3 separate regions of the Mus musculus genome follow, and regions 1 and 2 are each linked to region 3. The links are chromatin contacts, called in public HiChIP or PLAC-seq maps. All regions are on one chromosome and are shown on one strand. Each heading gives the region's core, a stretch centred on a gene start, on an enhancer-like site or on the middle of the called end of the contact. The rest is flanking DNA. Distances are from core to core; before and after follow the strand shown. Region 1 has its middle 42 kb from the start of Gpm6b. Region 2 has its middle 56 kb from the start of Gm1720. Region 3 has its middle 24 kb from the start of Tmsb4x.

The links. HiChIP or PLAC-seq counts read pairs in DNA pulled down with a chosen protein or histone mark.
Region 1: a FOXA1 HiChIP or PLAC-seq map of pancreatic cancer cells shows a contact between it and region 3. The contact joins two enhancer-like sites. A contact is called at or near these places in 2 of 15 datasets of contacts at CTCF or cohesin (large pre-B cells and pro-B cells), 3 of 484 Hi-C or Micro-C datasets (the HPC-7 cell line, bone marrow-derived macrophages and cerebellum) and 2 of 115 datasets of contacts at active chromatin or transcription factors (embryonic stem cells and pancreatic cancer cells).
Region 2: a contact with region 3 is called in an H3K27ac HiChIP or PLAC-seq map of bone marrow-derived dendritic cells, with 7 times the contacts expected there. The contact joins two enhancer-like sites. A contact is called at or near these places in 1 of 15 datasets of contacts at CTCF or cohesin (large pre-B cells), 6 of 484 Hi-C or Micro-C datasets (the AtT-20 cell line, bone marrow-derived macrophages, embryonic fibroblasts and 2 more), 3 of 115 datasets of contacts at active chromatin or transcription factors (bone marrow-derived dendritic cells and embryonic stem cells) and 2 of 9 other capture datasets (bone marrow-derived macrophages and embryonic stem cells).

What each region holds. Positions count from the first base shown.
Region 1 is chrX:166,300,726-166,304,188 of GRCm38.p6, forward strand. It overlaps a transcript of Gpm6b not described here. Among named protein-coding and RNA genes, the nearest start is that of Gpm6b, 42 kb to the right of the region's middle. Within about 2 kb of position 1,841, at least 11 of the 459 cell types and tissues checked have an H3K27ac peak or open chromatin away from gene starts, as enhancers often do. A contact at or near this core is called in pancreatic cancer cells, where this site is marked.
Region 2 is chrX:166,716,634-166,720,089 of GRCm38.p6, forward strand. No RefSeq gene overlaps it. Among named protein-coding and RNA genes, the nearest start is that of Gm1720, 56 kb to the left of the region's middle. Within about 2 kb of position 1,663, at least 13 of the 459 cell types and tissues checked have an H3K27ac peak or open chromatin away from gene starts, as enhancers often do. A contact at or near this core is called in bone marrow-derived dendritic cells, where this site is marked.
Region 3 is chrX:167,232,161-167,235,178 of GRCm38.p6, forward strand. No RefSeq gene overlaps it. Among named protein-coding and RNA genes, the nearest start is that of Tmsb4x, 24 kb to the left of the region's middle. Within about 2 kb of position 1,476, at least 87 of the 459 cell types and tissues checked have an H3K27ac peak or open chromatin away from gene starts, as enhancers often do. A contact at or near this core is called in bone marrow-derived dendritic cells and pancreatic cancer cells, where this site is marked.

The sequences.
Region 1 (3,463 bases), core at 591-3,090, 930 kb before region 3:
TAAATGTGGACAATTTGTGCTTACCTCCCTGTTTTCCTTTCTGTACAGATCCCCCTCCCATCCTCTGATCTTCCCATCCAGTCTGCGTTCCCTCAGTTTTGTGTTCCATATCCATACAATTCTAGCGCTGTTTTCTCTCTCAGCCTTAGCCCTTGTGGCCATGCATTCTGGTTAGCCTGGAAAGTCCAAATTTATTCCTATTTCTTTGGAATCATTATTGCAAATATTCCTGTCACTCTCAAAACTGACACATAGTGAACTGGAGAGATGGCTCAGCAATTAAGAACACTCGCTGCTCTTACATAGGACCTAAGTACAGTTGCCAGTGCCCATACAACCATCTGTAATTCCAGTTCCACAGAATATGATGCCCTCTTCTGACCTACTAAATGAAGACAAAGGTCATGTGCATGCCTGTAATCCAAGCGGTGGTAGAGACAAGAGGATTGATGGGGCTTGCCAATCATCAGCCTAGCTTCAGGTTCAGTGAGAGGCCCTGTCTTGAGGGAATACAGTAGAAAGTAGTAGTGCAATCCCTCTCTCCTAAGGAAGTAGAGCAGGACATCCTGTGTCCGCCCCTGGGATCTCTACAAGTACATCATCAGAACCTTCCCCAGCTGCCAACTCACACATGCACATCATGTGGGTTAATAACATTGTACCAACCTTGGCTGTCCAGTTGTGAGGACAAGCATTTATCAGAACTATAATGACATTTAGCTCAGTTGGTGAAGCATTTATCAGAACTATAATGACATTTAGCACTTCCTGCCCCCTTGAGACAAGGTCTCACTTTGTAGCCCAGTTTGTCCTTGAATTTGGATCCCTCTTGCTCTCAGATGCTGTAATTACAGTGCCTGGCTCTATCACATTTTGGCATCCCCTCTTAAAGGCTAAAGTAACCTCAAAACAGCAAAAGGATTTGTTTGTTTGTTTGTTTGTTTGTTTGTTTTGTTTTAAATCTTAGAAGGTTACTATGTCTTGAGAGGAGTTAAAAAAAAAGAACAATTGTTTCAACATGAAAATTAATCAGAAAACTAGAAATTACAAACTGAGGGTCCCCCATTTTGTCACAACTCCATTTTTTAAACAATTAAAATGGAATTTATACACCACATAATTCACCCATTTAAGGTGTACAACTCCCTGGGTTTGATGATTTTCACAAGGTTGTGTCACTATCATCATGGTTTAATTTTACTTTCTTAAGATTTATTTTTATCATTTTAATAATGTGGGGGGGTAAGGGTGCATGCACATGAATGTAAGTGCTCACGGAGCTGAGAAGTGTCAGACTCTCCTGGGGCTGATGTTGTAGTTTGTTGTAAGCTTACTGATGCAGGTGCTGGGGACTCCAGCTCAGGTCCTCAAGAGTGCTATGAGCTCTTGACCACTAAGCTCATTCTACCAAGCCCCACCACAGGCTAATTTTAGAACTTTTTTTTCTCCTAAAAGAAAGGACTGGGAGTATGGCTCAGTGGTAGAGTACTTGTCTGATAGTCTTGAGGCCCTGGGTTCTATCTCCAGTACCTCAAAAAAAGAAAAACTATCCTCACTCACTGGCATCCATCGTGTCTTCTCCCTGCTTCTAAGCAATCACTCATTTTATTTCTGTTTCTATAGGTTTTCTTATTCAGGATGTTTATTTTAAATGATATCATAGGTGATCTTTTGTGTCTGACTTCCTTCACTTGGCACAGCAGTTTTGAGGTTTGTTTGCACAGTAGCTTCTATTTCATTCCTTCCTGTGGTGCAGTATTGCATTGTGTGGGTATGTATGTACCATGTTTAGTTTATGCCCTAACCATGTGATGAATTCCTAATGTCTTTGGGACCATGACCACCATGACTTTTGGTCAAATCCATCTGGAGAGTCATCTGCTGGCCTCCCAAACACTGTATCTGTTGCTTCTGAAGACAGCATTTTGGGAATCAAGCATCTTTCTATTTTCCACATTTCCAAGCATACTGTTTACTTATACATGTGATTAACCACTTTGGAATGTCTTTAGAATTAAAGTAAGAAATGTTTCCCAGGGGTCACAGAAATGGGAGGGGGGTTGGATGTCTTATTTTATGTGTAAATCAATAATCACTTTGGGGAATTATGCAGTGAATTGCTTTATTGAATAAATGTGAGAATGGAAAGATATTAGTTGTCCAAGAATGCTTATTGCCAAACTGTGGAAACAGAATGTTTTCTGTGGAAACAGCATACATTGCTTTCTAGGTCATGGAATTTCCCCTCGTTTGACCCAAGGGGTAAGGAAAACTCTTATGCAACCGTCATATTTTAAAAGTTAATCTTTTACTTGTGGGCTGGTTAATAACCAACACCAGACAATTTTATCTAAGGAGAGATGACTAAGAGCCTGTATTTTCCTTTTAGTAAGAACTGATTTACATATCTAATTCATGTTCTATTAACAGAAATAAATGAAATAGATGGGGATGGGGAGAAGCCTAGACTTGCTTTGGAGCTGAGTTAAAAGTTTCACAGTTCCATTCACTTCCGTTCGGTTGTGAAGACAACCTTCTAAAGTCAAAATGGAATAAACCTTGTAAACCTAACTCCATTTAAGTGTTGGGCTTTTATTTGAAAAATCTAGAATTTTCAGCTATTGTCTAAAAGAGTTTTTTGTTTTTTTGGTTTTTTGGTTTTTTGTTTTTTTTTTTTTTTTTTTACCACAAAGCATTTCCCATCATCTTGATGACTTGTTCCAATAGTACTTTAAAACATACTGGAAAGTGATTTCAATTTCCATGAAGAACTTCTCACTTCCTGGAAAATCTGTCATCCTGCTTGAATTTTCCTCAGTGCTGACGTTTCACTTGTGAACAAACTGGAAGCATTTTTGCAGAATGTGGAGTTTGGGAGATGACGTGTGCTAGGTACATCTAATCCACCCACTAGACTCCTTGTTACAGAAAATACACATCTAGAATGGCACACAGAGATCAGAGTTCTTATTTTGGCTTCAATGTAAGCTTTGCTTAGATTTTTTGAGAGACCACACCATTTGAACTTATTATTAACATTGGGGATGTTTATGCAAAATCAGCCCATTCAATTGTTTTCTGTTGCTGTTGAGTCTGCCCCAAATCTTCTACATTAGTTACTTTTCTATCACTATGATAAAAACACCATAATCAAGGCAACTACTTACAGAAGGATACTTTTGTTTGGCTTTGGTTTTAAAGGGAGAAAGTGTCTGTCTTGGTGGGGATGGTGGCAGCAAGCAAGCATGGTGGCTAATGCAGCAAGCTGAACACTCTTCAACCACAAGCAGGATGCAGAGATAGTAAACTCTAAATGGTGGTCTTAAAACTCCCAAAGCTACTTGCCAGTGACATACTTCCTCCAGCAAAGCCATACCTTCTTAATCTCCCCCAAACAGTGTAACCAACTGAGGATCAAGTATTCAAATGCCTGAAACTATCTCATTCAAACAACCACACCTTC
Region 2 (3,456 bases), core at 413-2,912, 520 kb before region 3:
ACATTTCTACTCTCTAGTGACTTTTCTTTCTGAAGTGTAGAGTGCTACTTGGTAATTACGGGAGTTGTGGCGCACTGGTGTTCCTTTGTTTACATGAATTCCTCTGCATGATGAGACAACCTGATGGCATCTGACCTGTTCCTTGTTGCTCTGATCTCCTGGCTCACAAGCTTCTTAGTCTTGCTGTTCTCCTGCATATCACAGGACCGCCAGTACACAGGCTTCCTAATGTCTAGAATCCCTTGCAGCAAGTTACCTTGCTCTGTTGTATGCTGTCATTGAAAAAGTTTAATTTCTTGCTATAGCAGTTACTTTTATCATTGCTGTGACTGAATACCTGCTAAGGAACAAAAGATTTATTTTGGCTTATGGTTTGATGGTCCTTTATAGTGTAGAAGACATAACAGTGGCCAGATGCACTTGCAGCTGTGTGCAACAGGAACATGAAGCTGCGTGCTTATATCTTGTCAGACCAGGAAGCAGAGAGCTGGCTCTCCCATTTTATTTAGTCTGAGACCCCATACCATTCAGTAGTGCTACCCACCTTCAGGGTGAGTCTTGTTCCCACAGTTAATCGTCTCTGGAGATGCCTTCATAGATAGACTCTACAGTATACCTTACTAATTACTCAGGCCTCACTTAATCCAAACAAGTTGCCAATGAAAATTAATCATCATATATTCTTGTTAGGTTTATAACCATTCACTGCTTTGAGCATTTGGTTGATTAATGCTTGAGTCCTTCATGAGATTGTAAATTCTCTGAGAGCAAGGATCAGGTTATACTACATAGAAGTACTGAAGAAATAATTGCTGTGTGGGTGGCTAAATGAACAAATGTGATTTTCCCCCCACTGGACAGGGAATTACGCACATAGAACCTAAATAAGAGATGGGGAGATGCGATGTGGACAAAGAACAGAAAAGTGTTAAAGAAACTTACTGGGGAGGAGAAGGGATACGGAAGAGATAGGCTGAATGCATGAGAAGAACCAAGGGAACCACTTTAGATGATGGTCCCTGAAACTCAAGAACCTACAGAAACTTACCAGTTGAGACCACATCTCCATCCTGGGCCTGGGAGAAGCCAGCAAGGTTTTAGTTATGTGGCATTGCCTATGACTAGCTAGAAAGGACTAACTAGTCCTTTGGTGACTAGAGTTTCTGGTCTTACTGATGAGGGAGAGTGAAGTGAAGGAGAATTGAGTCAAAGGTGGCTTTCTAAGTCAATAGATAGACATTTCTTGAGGCTCCAGGCCCTGTGGGATATTTTGACGTGATGAAGACAAATAAATGAAGAAATAGTTTCTACCTCAATGAGCTTCTATCCTCATTAAGGAAAGAAAAGATATGAAATGTGTGTACGTTCACACAAGCACCCATTTAAAAACATGTATTATACCTACACATATGTAACACATGTATTTATAACATGGACACATTAATGTTAGATTTAAATATGTTTAAAGTGCTTTCAAAGTACTAAGGATGGAAAGACTTTTTTTCCCTTACAGGAGGGCAGAAATATTAAAGGCTTCATTTGCATAGAGACATATGATTGTGAAAGGGTGCTATTTGCATGAAAAATTGTCATCACTGGGAAGTCCCTAAACTTTCTGTTTACTTGGTAGTAGGATGAAGTGAAAGTTCTCACTTTAACTTTGACAGTCATGTACCCCCTGTTTTAAGCCACCATGGTTCTGCTAAATCCTTAACCTTTATTTGCTCTTCACCCTTATGCATGATTTCATGATTACTAAGTTCCAGATTGAGTGGCCTTATTTGATCCTTCAACCATGTGTTCCCAGATCAAGGCCTTTGCTCTAATAGACTTTACTGAATGCCATGGACAGTGTGTGTGTGTGTGTGTGTGTGTGTGTGTGTGTGTGTGCTGGTATAGCAAACAACTTACAATGAAATATTCATACACTTCATGCTTAAAACTCCGCAGCTCCTCTTTTCTACTTGGCGCCAGAGCATCTCCACCAGCTCTTATTTTATCTTGCTGTGTTTCTGGGCTCTCTCTCAAGACTTAGCGAGCTTTCTTTTTTCTCTCTAGTTTGTAGGCTTTCCCCACATCCAACATCAAAGCATCCTGAGTAATTTTTCTTATTATCCCATCCTAAGATGTGCAGGCAGCTCTGAGACCTTTGATTAATATAGTCTATTATATTTATCTAAGAATAAGTTTAAATACTATTATGCTGTTTCTGGGTTGAAATCTTAGGGTTAACAATGTTTTTATTGCTCATCAGGTACTATGTTATATCAAGCACACACATTTGATTTAAAAAGATGGTATCATGTATATATTTAGTAGGCATTGCCTAAGAAAGAGTTAATAAGGTAACTAGTAGGCTCAAGAGTGCAGAGATAAGGAATAGCAATCATGTGCATGAATATACATGTTCATTTAAAATAAAAGCCTAGGATAATATTGAAAAATAATTAAAAAATCTGACTCATGTCCTACAGGGAAATTATAACCTGACAATTTTCTGAAAACTAATATCCAATTTAGCAAAATGTTTGAGCCAGTTAAATTTTGAAAGAAATAGTAGTTACTGTTCTCGTTCTGATAAAATGCAACTTGAGGTAGGGGTTGTTTTGGATTGTAGCATCTGTTTCCCAAGTGCACCGGCTGTAGAAGGGACCAGCAGTTCTGCCCATATTGTGGTTGGGTCTTCTTTCTTAAACTGTTCTAGAAACCCCCTCCTAGATTTACCCTGGGCTGTGTTTCCATGGTGATTCTAATCCCATTTCATTATGCATTAGGTGTTACATAAAACCATAAATCCCAAACAATTATATAATAATTACATTAATTAAAAAGGACATAAGCATGATGTCACAAATTAAAAAAAACAATCATGAAGGAAAAGAATGCAAGCATACAGGGAGTATAGATAGACAACAAAGAATATTGAGGCAAATTTATTAACAGGTACACAGCAGGTCAATATTCATAGAGCAAGATCAACAGTATTGCCTGAACACATTTGTTTGTATTTGTATGAACAAGCATAACTTGGATTGTTATTGTTCTTGCATAATGCACTGAGTTGTAAAACAGCTCATATAAGCGAAAGGGATAAAGAGCCTAGGAGAAAATTCTAGATAATACATCCAGAAATCTTTCTTTGCCCCACTTAGTCTTTTGCTATTTTTTTCCAGAAAGACTCTAATCAATAGTAAGTAGTATGATAATGGGCAATACCCTTCTCATCACCCACCTTATCCCCCAATGAGCATCAGCTGCCTCTTACAATGAGTTGAATATATGATGTTCTGTGATAACTTTAAAAAGGAATGCAAGAATCATTTTTGCTTTCTGCCCATGCTTTCAGTACTTCCTCTTATGAACAGTTTGTATCATAAATAGAATTCCTTTAGTACAGGTCACTTTGACTTGCAAGACTGGCAGAAGGCATTTGCAGTGTAAGTGGAAGGCTCCCAA
Region 3 (3,018 bases), core at 226-2,725:
AAGCACTGCAAAGGGCTTCTCCCCACCCCACAAGTCAGTCACTGTCACTTCTCAGCGCACCTCAGGTTTAGCCCTCCTTTAAGAAAAGCCTCAGGAATGTTTTTTCTTCCTTGATAGTAGAGGTGAACAAAGTGAAGCTTTGAGGCGGTGACGAGCTCTGTAAATAAGCTCACCCAGCTTTTGAGCGGGGCGGCCAGGCCATGTTGTCAGCTCAGTGTATTGGCAACTAGCTTTGGGCTCCTTCTCCCACACCCTCACAGTCATGCCCGACTCTTCCACCTCTAAGGGCTACAGTTAGTCTAACTACCCAAGAGAACTGTTGGACTTAACAGCAAGTTCAACTACAGCCGCCACATTATTAGTAGTGGAGGGGCAATGGCGCTGTCATTGTGGCCAGAGGCTCACCTGGGTCACTGCTGAGCTAAATGGAGCGTGAAGTCCAGGCAGAGCATGAAGAACCACGGATTCTCCACCTGCAGCTGTAGAGGGTTAAAGAGCTTGGATGTAAACAAATGGCCAGGTCCTACAAAAGTACCACCACCACGGACTTCCTCTTAGATGACCTGCAGATATTTAAAGACAAGCCAGACACAAGTGCTTCTTTCAGAAAGGGACAAAGCAAATAATCAAGTTGACCTTTTGGGAACAGTGTTAATTGTGGCAGTTTAGGAGGAGGCAGAAATCAACTTTGTATAGTAATAGGCCTTCTATTCTTCTACCCTTGCCTCATTAAGGTTTGCATATTATTTTAAATGTGCCCGAGGTGTAAAGAGTCTAAAGTGGTTAAAGGGTGAGGTGATTTAATGAACCCAGGAACCAATCCAGAAGGCCTGGAACCACTCTGGGCCTTTTAAGAACTCCATCCATCCCAGGGGGAGAACTAATATCAAGTGAGTGACTTAAAGCTCCACAAAGCCTGGCTTGGCTTAGGGACTGAGTTTCATGGAGCCCAGGTGAGAGTCATTCCTGTACCGTGAATTCACCTAACCCTTGCTCTGCACTTCCATTTCTTAGGCACTCTAGGTGTGCTGGAGCAAAGCAGTGTGCTGTATCCAGATACCTTGGGGGCCCTGGCTTCACAGTGAGGCCCCAGGGTTCCAGGTGGGTGTTGCAGAGAACAAAGGTTCCCCACACTAAGAAAACCAGTTCTCCCAGCCTCCCAGCCGCAGCAAGTGACATCACTGGGAGCCAATAGAAAATTTGCACTGGAGTTTACTTGTTAAGGTCTGAATTGGATCCACGTAGACGGCTTATCTGACTGTGTAGGGCGAGGTTCCCGAACACTACCCTGTTTAGGAGTGCTCTCTGATACAGTGGGAATGTGGCTTTTAACCTTTTTTTTTTTTTTTTCCTGGCAGATTTCAGGCAGGTGAGGGGCCAGGTTTCAAAATCAACAATGAAGATACCACACCCTGAACGCCTGGCTAGCCCAAAGCTAGAGCACTAGGCGGACCTTTACTGCCATCTGCTGGCAGTCCTTGGTATCGATTCATAAGAGTGGCTAGGTTCCTCTGAAAAACAAAGCCTGACTAAGTTAGGCTCCTTATTTTACCTTAGTCTCCGTAGACAAATTGAGCTCCTTCAACTATATCAAAATGAGGTAGCCATGAGAGAAAGACACTCCTGATCTGATCTGATGGCAGTGTACCTTGTCTTTGGTCTTTTTGTTTGACTCAGGATGGCCTTTTTACCTTACTCTGACGATGACCTTGAGCTCTTGATCCTCCTGCCTCTACCTCCACCCCTTGCTGCCAAGTGCTGGTATGATTGGTCTGTGCCACATCTAGTTTATGTGTAGGGATGGGACATGGGTCTTTGTGCATTCTAGGCAGGCCTCTACCGACTGAGCTAGGACCTTTTATTTTTATAAAGCCCCATCATCCATGGGAAAATATAGGTATGTGGTAAATTTGAGGATGCCCTTGACTGAGTCCTGAGTCTGAGATGTTGATCACCTCACACTTTTCACTGCAGATGTGATCTTTACAAAGGCTTTCATGATGCTTCTAGGATTCTCAGTTCACGTGTGGGTGACCGTTTCTTTGAGCACAAATGGGATCCCCTGACTGGGTGTGAATACAGCATTCACCAAGGTCAATCCAAAGTAGTAGAAATTGCATCTCCAGAAGCATTCACTTCTCAGCACCAGCAACTTTCTCCTTTTCTCCCCTAGGCAAAGCAGTTGCTTTGGTGGAGGCACATAGCCCCTTAATTTTGCAAGTTTTAAGGCTAAAGCCAGCCACTCTCAAATCATAGCCGTCGGACCCATACTTCCACACTAAGAATTTAGTATATGTTTTCCTTCTATGTAATGTATATAAGCTGCAAAAGGGAGGGCCCTACTGGCCTGCAGCAGCAAGACTCAAATGCTGTGGAAAATCCCAAAATGTATAGGACAGATCCTTCTAATCCCTAATAAAGAGTAATGTCATCCAAGATCTTAGCAGTGCCACAGTGAGAAAATCTCACTTTCTAACACCCCAAAACCACCATGCCAGTGCTTATGACCCTGAACTTGTCTACTTCTACAACTGAGGCTTCCCTATGGCCTCTACATCCATGTGCACACATGTACACACATATGTGCAACTGTGCATTCATGTCTATGCACACTTATGTACTTGGTGCCTACAGAGGGCATCGGATCCACTGGAACTGGAGTCACAGATGGCTGCAAGCTGCCATCTGCATGCAAGGAATGGAACCCTGGTCATCTTCAAGAGCAGCAAATACTCTTAATCACTGAGCCACTCTCTAGCCCCTTTTATTTATACTTACTAGACAGTTAATGATGGCCATCTCCATCTACAGGTAGACACGTGTACACGTGACTATTGGTATATACATATGCATATTTAATGTTGTTTTCCAATGTAAATAATATCTCCAGAGTAGCCAACTTTGGTTGGATAAGCTTTGCTGTTTTGAAGGTAGAAATTCTTTCAAGATCAGAAAGTAATTGTTTCAATTATACCCACGGGATTTAATGCCTTTGAAAGTACAATATTCCCTATTAAG